Regions from separate parts of the Mus musculus genome. Here region 1 is linked to region 2. The links are chromatin contacts, called in public Hi-C maps. All regions are on one chromosome and are shown on one strand. Each heading gives the region's core, a stretch centred on a gene start, on an enhancer-like site or on the middle of the called end of the contact. The rest is flanking DNA. Distances are from core to core; before and after follow the strand shown. Region 1 holds the start of Megf6 (multiple EGF-like-domains 6). Region 2 overlaps Trp73 (transformation related protein 73).

The links. A called contact is a pair of places that touch in the nucleus more often than the background predicts.
Region 1: a contact with region 2 is called in a Hi-C map of differentiating embryonic stem cells, with 3 times the contacts expected there. The contact joins the promoter of Megf6 here to the enhancer-like site in region 2. A contact is called at or near these places in 23 of 484 Hi-C or Micro-C datasets (the CH12 cell line, the G1E-ER4 cell line, the MNK3 cell line and 14 more), 16 of 115 datasets of contacts at active chromatin or transcription factors (craniofacial prominence, double positive thymocytes, embryonic forebrain and 8 more) and 3 of 9 other capture datasets (adipose tissue, liver and pancreatic islet).

The regions. Positions count from the first base shown.
Region 1 is chr4:154,168,706-154,172,783 of GRCm38.p6, reverse strand. Megf6 (multiple EGF-like-domains 6) reads right to left here and starts at 2,071. Exons shown (of 37, transcript NM_001162977.1): 1 at 1,642-2,071. The coding sequence starts at 1,760.
Region 2 is chr4:154,068,526-154,072,392 of GRCm38.p6, reverse strand. The region is part of intron 4 of Trp73 (transformation related protein 73); the gene reads left to right. Among named protein-coding and RNA genes, the nearest start is that of Ccdc27, 28 kb to the right of the region's middle. Within about 2 kb of position 1,257, at least 26 of the 459 cell types and tissues checked have an H3K27ac peak or open chromatin away from gene starts, as enhancers often do. A contact at or near this core is called in craniofacial prominence and differentiating embryonic stem cells, where this site is marked.

The sequences.
Region 1 (4,078 bases), core at 822-3,321, 100 kb before region 2:
ATAAATCACCACTGGTCTGGCCAAATGAAACTGCCTCGATGGCCCAGCCAGCTAGAGCCCATGTGCAGATGCCCAAGAGATGTAGGTCTGGGGAAGAGAGCCAGGGTTTTAGCCCAACCTGGAACTCAGACCCACCCAAAGTGGACAATCTGAGAACACAGGTTTATTGGGACACAGAAGAGCCAGCAAGTGGATGCACAGGCTGCAGAGATGCAGCCACTTCTGCAGGAAGAAGGGAAGGCAGTCTCTGGAAATTGCATCAAGAGGAAGAAGAGTCAGGCTCTCCCGCTACCCATTCACAGCTAATTCCAACAGCTTTTTTAACAGCTAAAGGCTTCCTGGGCCCAGGTGAGCAGGACACAGGCAGCAAGCCCTTGGCTCCACTCCCAGGGAGATCAGCAGGAACGGACAGAGCAGGGTGGGGAACCCATAAAGGGCCAGCAACAGTTTCCACTCGTGCCAGATTGCATCCACCCAACCTCGGGAAGACCGTGTCTGCAGCCCCTCTCAACCATGAAAGAGACAGGCAGGCTGGCAGCCCTAGCCCACCACGCTTAGTGCAATAATCATTCTAGGACCGAAGCTCCCTAGGAACAAACTCAGTTAAGAGGAAGGAGCAGCGGAAGTCGGGGACATAGGTTGCTTCTGTTCATAGACGAGAGGACCCCAACTCAGATCCAGCTCTTTTTTGTAATGGCCACAAAGACCAAAGCAAGACCCAGGGAGGAGGTCCCGAGGGCACCTGTCCCAGTAGGAAGCTTGTCCTCTCATTCCCCAGGGAATCATGACACTGTCCTCACGGCCAGGTACATAGTGGACCGGTCAGTGCCAGCCCTGGACAGAAGCAGCAAGTCTCCTCTGTGGGTGAGAAGATGCCCGAACTGGCAGAATGGAAGCCCCAACCAGGGCCTGAAGGGTCCCTGGTCCACTCCCCGTGCCGCCCCAGCAGCCTTGCCAAGTTTACAAGGCTCCACCTTGCACCCTGCGGGGAAGGGCTGGTGAGGGGGGGCAGGCCTCTCATCTGTACATCCACTCTCAGTCTCACTTCGCACCAGTTTTCCTTTGAGGCCAACAGAGGGGGATCGCTTTGCAGTTTAAGAGAGACCGCTAACCGGCCTGTTGGGGAATCATCTTTCAAAATTAAATCCGTCGCCGCTGGCTCCCTGACCCTCTCTTCCTGCCCATTCTAGTACTGAATTCCTTCTCCCGAGGCCCCAGAGCGCACGTGTTTAACACACAAAACAGTGCTGGCAGCCCCCTCTGGGCACCCCCGCCCCTGCGCAGGCCCTCGGACCCCAGGAGACTAGCTTGGGGAGGAAGTGGGACCAGGCTGCTTCCTCTCGGCCGCCTCCAAGCTGGCTCCCCAGCTGGACCCTGCGCCGCAGGGGCTTGGATTCCTCACCTCTCCGGAGTTCGGCATCCGTCTAAGTCTGCAGGACCCTTGCTGCAGGGGCGGGAACCCGGAGGCTATGGGCCCTGCGGCAGACTCGAGGGCACCAAATCCAGTCCGGGACCCCGGGTCTAGACCATCCCCTCCTCAGTTAAAGCAAAGAGCCCATTGTTTGTGGCCCCAGGGACAAAGCCCCGAGTTCTGTCCGGGTCAGCTTCGCCGCCAGGAGCCTCACGACTCGCGCTACTCACATGCTCGGCTGCAGCGGGCGCGGGGGTAGCGGCTGGGAGGCTGCAGGCACGGCGGGGAGCAGCAGCAGCGTCAGGGCCACCACGCGCCAAGACGCCCTCGCCTCCACCCCGACAGGCATAGTGCGCGCGGTCGCGCTCCCACTCGGTCCTGGGATCTTCGACTCACAGGCGGCCCTTACGGCCAGTAGACGCTGTCTTCACGGGCGCCATACCCCCAGAGGACAGCGGAGCACCACAACCCAGTCGCGCCAGGTGCGGGGCGCGAGGTTCCCGCAGGTGCAGATGGGACAGTTGCCCGGACCTCCGAGACCTTCGCGCTCGGTTCGGCGCGGCCAGACACTTGCCAGGAGTGATGGAGAGCAAACTCGGAGCGGGACGCAGCAGACGTCAGGCCCGCCCGCCGCACGCCCCCCGGCCCGACCCCAGCCCCCTCTTTCCCGACCCCGCTCCCGCCCCTTTTGGCCCCACCCCCAGCCCAAGCCACGCCCGTTCCGCCTTCGGCCCCGCCCAGACAATCCCAATAGGGAGAGCCCACTTCCAGCCCCGCTTCAGCCCCTCCCCTCTCCGGCTCCTGGTCCTACCTTTAAGGCTAAGCTCGCTTCCCAGTACTTTCCCCTAAAGCTTTCCAATTTCACTTGCGCTCCCTCTCTCTGCAACCGAGAGTCCCAGGTCTGACCCCAACCAAGTGAACAATTCTGTCGAGTCTGCGCGGTCCATACTTCGTAAACACCGCTCTATCCAGATCTGAGACCTCTGCAAGCGCACCCTTGGATTCTTGGAGTTGCAGTCACCTTCCCTTGGCCCCTCGTCCGCGCGCCCGCCACCGCTGTCCCAGAAGCAGGGAGGGATAGTAGAGCGGGAGGTAGAGGGGGGGACAGCCTCTGAGTGCCTCTGGGCACTTCCTTTGGGTACTGACTTTATTAGGTAACACACCACCCTCTGGGCTTTCGTATTCCCAGTTCTGTACTGAGTGCTTTGGGACGGTAGCATGGGGTGGAGTGGGCGTGTAGGTCCCACTAGGCACCTGCATAGGGGTCTAGGAGGTGAGGCGACTCCCTGCACCAGGTATTTATTGTCTTTTAAGCCTGGCTTTGATTTGATTTGACTTTCTCCGCGGTTAGGGGCAGACTGACCAGCGCTGTACGTGGCATCTCTTAGTCCAGGACTTATCAAACACTCAGAGGGGCTCTTTGTGAAGCTGAGCTGGGAGAGTCCCATGAGGGTATGGTAGCGGACCTCACTAGTTGCAGATAGTTGTGTGAGGATCAGCTCCTCCTTGTCCTACTGGAGAGGTGTGCCTGCCCTTTTACATGATGGGTGGACCCAGCCTGCCCTCTTCCACCATCCCTGAGGAGTGCGGTAGGTGTTCCAGCCTCCTCTTCCCCTGAAGCAAGTGCTTGAGGGGGCCTCTGGCTGGGGGACCTGGAAATGCCGCTGCAAAAGTTCGCATTTCAAAAGACTGTGGGTCTCATTACTGGGCAGGTGCTGTCAGCTTAGACCTGCTGCTGGCCCAGATGCGGAACCGAGGGCAAGGAAGGGAGTGGAGTGAGTTTAGAAAACTCAGGTTTCAGATCTGAGCAGTAAACATAGAGGAGTATAACCTCAGGGGAAATAGAGAAGGGAGGGAAGTAAGGAAGGAGGGAGGGAGAGATGGATAGACAGACAGATTCTGGAGGGCAATGGGTCCTGGAACTTGCCACCTGATGCCCCAAACAGGACCCCAGTTTGCCCTGCATTGTTGTGCTGGGACTCACCCTTCTGCTCAAACCCATCACCAGACCCTCCCTGGATCTCAGTAGCAGAGGCTGACCCGAGCCCTCTGGGGGACTCCCAATGTCTGCACCCAGGAATTCATCTCATATCCCTCCTCAGCCAGGGGCCCACCACTGTGGAGAAGTACAGGAACTGTACACTGGGCCCAGGCGCTTAAGCTTGCTCCTCTGTACCTCTGTCTCTCCCGGCGCTGGCGTGTGTGAATGCTTGTGTGCATGAGGGATGGGGACCTGAAGAAGTTCACCACCTGCTCTGTGAAACCGTGCCCCAGGACCAGAGTCTGGAGGTGAGTGGGTGAAATTTTCTCGGCTCCTTGGGTGGGGGAGGGGGCGTGCTTTTAGTATCCCGAAACCTATGTGGGGCCCTTACTGAAGAGAGACAATACGAAGTAAAATGGCTTTGCTAATTTTACAAAGGTATGTGGCCTCCTGCGTGAATTCCTAAACCCCTTCAACTTGAAGGTTTCCTTGGGTCAGAGCTTTACTGACCCTAGGCTATTCCATCTCTGCCCATGTCCCGTCCAGGCACCAGGCCTCTGTGCCAGGTGAAGAGTCCTGGCGGGTATCAGGTGCTTCCTGTGGTTAGGTTAAGACGAGCATGTGTCTCTTAAGGTGGGTGGCGTACACATGGGCAGTGTGTGGTCTGTCCACTATCCCCGGACAGA
Region 2 (3,867 bases), core at 8-2,507:
CCCTGCTCTGTGGATCTGCCCTAGGAAGAGTAAAAGCCTGTGATCCCAGAGATGATTCTCAAAGGGGTCTACGGCCTCAGAGATCAGAAACTCTCACACACACGTATACACACACACACACACACACACACACACACACACACACACACACACACAAAGTGGGCTACAAAAAAAAGTATTTTTAAAAAGCCCCCACCACAGCCTTTCGTTCTGAATCTGTCCTAACAGATTCACCCAAGCTGGTTAACGGTATTTGCGGTTTGCAAGATACTACATGTCCCGGGAAAATGACAGACAAGTTATTATCACCTTCCCACTGTCCTCCTGCCCAAACCTGCCTGTGCCGGGCACCCAGCTGCCGGGAGCGGGTGCGAGGAAATTAACAGCCCTGTGCCGCGCCCGCCCCCGCCCGCCCTCTCACCCACCACCCTGCACCGGTCCTGCCAGGCTAGGGGCTTCCAGCCAGGCCCGGCCCATCTTGGACTGTGGCGGGGGGGGGGGGGTGGGGGGTGGCGGGGGGGGTGGCGAGGGGGGGCGCGGGGGGGGGAGGGAGGGAGAGAAGGAGGAGGAGGGGTCAGGATAGCAGCCGTGGCAGGAGGGACGTCTGCTCCGCTCCGATGTTGGGCAAAGTATTTCCTGCAAGCCCCGCGGAACACACGCATCCGCGCAGGCAAGTCTGGACGGCGCTGTGTCAACAGCCGAAGATAAATAAGATTTTATCAGCTCGGAATCTGTTGAAACACATCCATCTAGCGGTTCTAGGGAAGGAGAGGCAGGAGGAGGGCAGCAGGGAGGAAGCATCCCCACATGACATTCTGGAAACAGAGTCTGACCCTGTGTAGGAAGGGGAGCGCTGGCAACTTCCTAGTCTCCCGGAGACTCGATATCCTGGAGTGTTGTTTTTACCACCTGATCTTCGGAGGTGTGGGAAAGCTTTGGTATCTCTCGCTGAAATTCCCCACCTCTGGCTAAAATGGACTACCACAAACTTAACCTGTGGCCGGGGTGGGGCTGGTAGGTGTGTGCGCCCAAAGCCCCACGATCATTGGATTCAAGACGGCATTCAAGGGTGCAGAAGTGAAGGAGCCATGTATCTTCATGGGCTTGGATTTTCCTTCCACCCTGACCGGGTGGGAGACGTGTCCCACCAGAGATGACTCTCTCAACTCTGATTCTTTCTCTGAGAGGAGACAGCCTTTCCGCAGCTGCTGAGTTGGTACCAGGGACAGCTCCAGGCGCTTTAAGCTCCTCCCCAGGGTGGGGCATTCAGTGGCTCATCCTTACCAGCCCGGCTACTCTGCAACTATCCTTAGCTTTCCCTAGACCTCCTAGGGTCCCACTCCAGGCCATGGAAAACAGTGCCACCTTCTGGGGAGGAGGGTCAGGCCTCAGCTACCTCTGACCACACCTTGGTAGTGTTAGTGCATGGTTTGGGGTTGTAACCAATTATCCTAGGTCCTCAGAGGACAGGGATGGAAAGGACAATTGCCTTCAGGGTCACAGCAGGGCTCCAGGGATGGGCACTGTGGTCAGGCGAGGTTTGAAGCCTCATTGCTCAGGAGTGGGTGGGTGAGGGGAGCTCTGATGCCCCTCCCTGTGGCTGAGCTGTGCCCTGAGCCTGGCTCCATCCTGATAAGAACACGGAGGTGAAGCTGATGCACCCTTTCTCCCTCCAGGCATGTTTGGGCTTCCCAGGAATGTGGCCTTAGGCACCATTACACCTGACTTGCTCCCAGCCCATCTTGGCTCCTGCCTTGGTGGGTCTATGACCCCCTCTTAGGTCATTGTTCATGAGCTAGAGCACTGGAGGGAAAGGTTAACTCTGTAGGAGACTCCAGGTCCATGAGCCCCAGCAGCTGTGCCAACCCACAAATTACCTTACCTGGTAATGAGCAACCATGCTAGAATAAGGGGCCTCTGACCTTGCTGGCTCTCTACCACACAGCTGGCATCTGGGGGTTGAGTGGTAAGTCAGTGGTAGACAAACCTGGCAGGTGGTCCAATTTAGGGGAATCCAGCCTGAATTCCTGAGCCAGAACAGGGAGCCAAGGGCCAGCCTTCAAAGGCTAATCTCCTTTTTCCGCCCCTGGTGACTTTGGTCTCAGTGTCTCCCCAACCCACTGTGGGCAAGGCCTGTTTCATGGGGGTGTTGGCCACCTCCACCCCTCAGTCTATTTTCTTTAGGTAGCTAGGCCTCACAAACAATGGGCACTCGGGAGATGTTTGGTAATGCTTGGGACTGTCACCTTTACCAGGAAGTTGCCTGATTGGCCTCAGGTTGAGTCTCTCTGAGCTCAGGATGAGCTGGGTTCCCTTCACCGTTAGGCCTTTGCAATTGTCTGAGCCTGGGGCTTGCTGGGAAACCTTCATTTGTGGATAAGCAAGAGCCCAGGGCACTTCACTGTCACTGTATATGAATTTACTTAATGTCGGGAGGGGCACCTCGCACTGTGAACTTCATGCCACCCCGTGTCCTTCCTAGGGAGCCACAGTAATTACAGAGCTAGTGTGCTTTTTACCAAGTGCAGGCTGTAGACCCCCAACACCTGCAGGCTGCTGCTGCTGCTGAAGGACAGGTGTGTGTGTGTAGCTGTTTATTGGCCTTTCCCCAGGGAACCAGCTACTCCTGCTACTCTGTCCCCAGCCTGCACAGATGGAGACCAGGCTGCAGTGTACTAACTTGAGGAGAGGCCGTTGCAAAAAACCAAAGCCCAGATTTGGATGTGCAGAGGTCAGGTGTACCCTGTCCAAGTCTCAGAGTCCCCCATGTATCCTGGGGATGAGGCTGTGGCTCCTTCCTCCAGAATGTTAGGATGAGGATCCCACACACCAGCAGACAGTGGTCACCCCCCCTCCCGAAAGTCACACCAACCTGCTGGTGTGGCCATTAGCTCTCCCTCAGCTGCTCCCCCTCTTAGGCTCTCTCAGCTTTTCAAAACAGTCCCTGAAGCCTTCTGTGGGGTCCCTATAGTGAGTATCTCTTGCTTTTTAAACAGGAGGGAAGGGACTATGTCATGGCGCCTCTCCCTGCCCTCCCTTCATTGCATTTGCCTATGGTATATGCTATTTCTGCATACTCCATTGTGGAGAACCATAAGCTATATAGGGTTAGGGTGGTCAGAATCCCCCACTGTCCCTTGCAAAGGAAAGATTTGGTGTGTGAGCACCACCTGCCCATTCCTGTTTTGTTAACAGCTTACCATCTCTGGCCTCAGCTTCATTAACTGTCACAAGGGAGCATGGTGTATATAATTCATGTGTGGTGGAGACTTTAGAGTGAAGTGGAGCTTCATAAAAATCCCTTGGGAGCCAGGCGGTGGTGGCACACCCCTTTAATACCAGCACTTGGGAGGCAGAGGCAGGCAGATTTCTGAGTTTGAGGCCAGCCTGGTCTACAAAGTGAGTTCCAGGACAGCCAGGGCTACATAGAGAAACCCTGTCTCGAAAACCAAAAACCAAACCAAACCAAAACAAAACAAAACAAACAAACAAAAAAAAAAAACCCTTGGGAAGAGCTAGAGAGATGGCTCAGAGGTCAAGAGGTCCTGAGTTCAATTCCCGGCAACCACATGGTGTCTCATAACCATCTATAATGAGATCTGGTGCCCTCTCTTCTGGCCTGCAGGAGTACATTCAGACAGAACACTATATACATAATAGATAGATAGATAGATAGATAGATAGATAGATAGATAGATAGATCTTTTAAAACAAAATCACTTGGGAAGGAAGACAAGAGGAGTGAGTCACCAGGGGTTTCAGGAGCCATAGTGAGAGTCAGCTAGCAGGTGAATAAATGGGTATCTTGCTTTTCCAGCCTAGATCAGGCCGCTGGCTGCATAGGTAGGATTTGCAGCATTGAGCCCG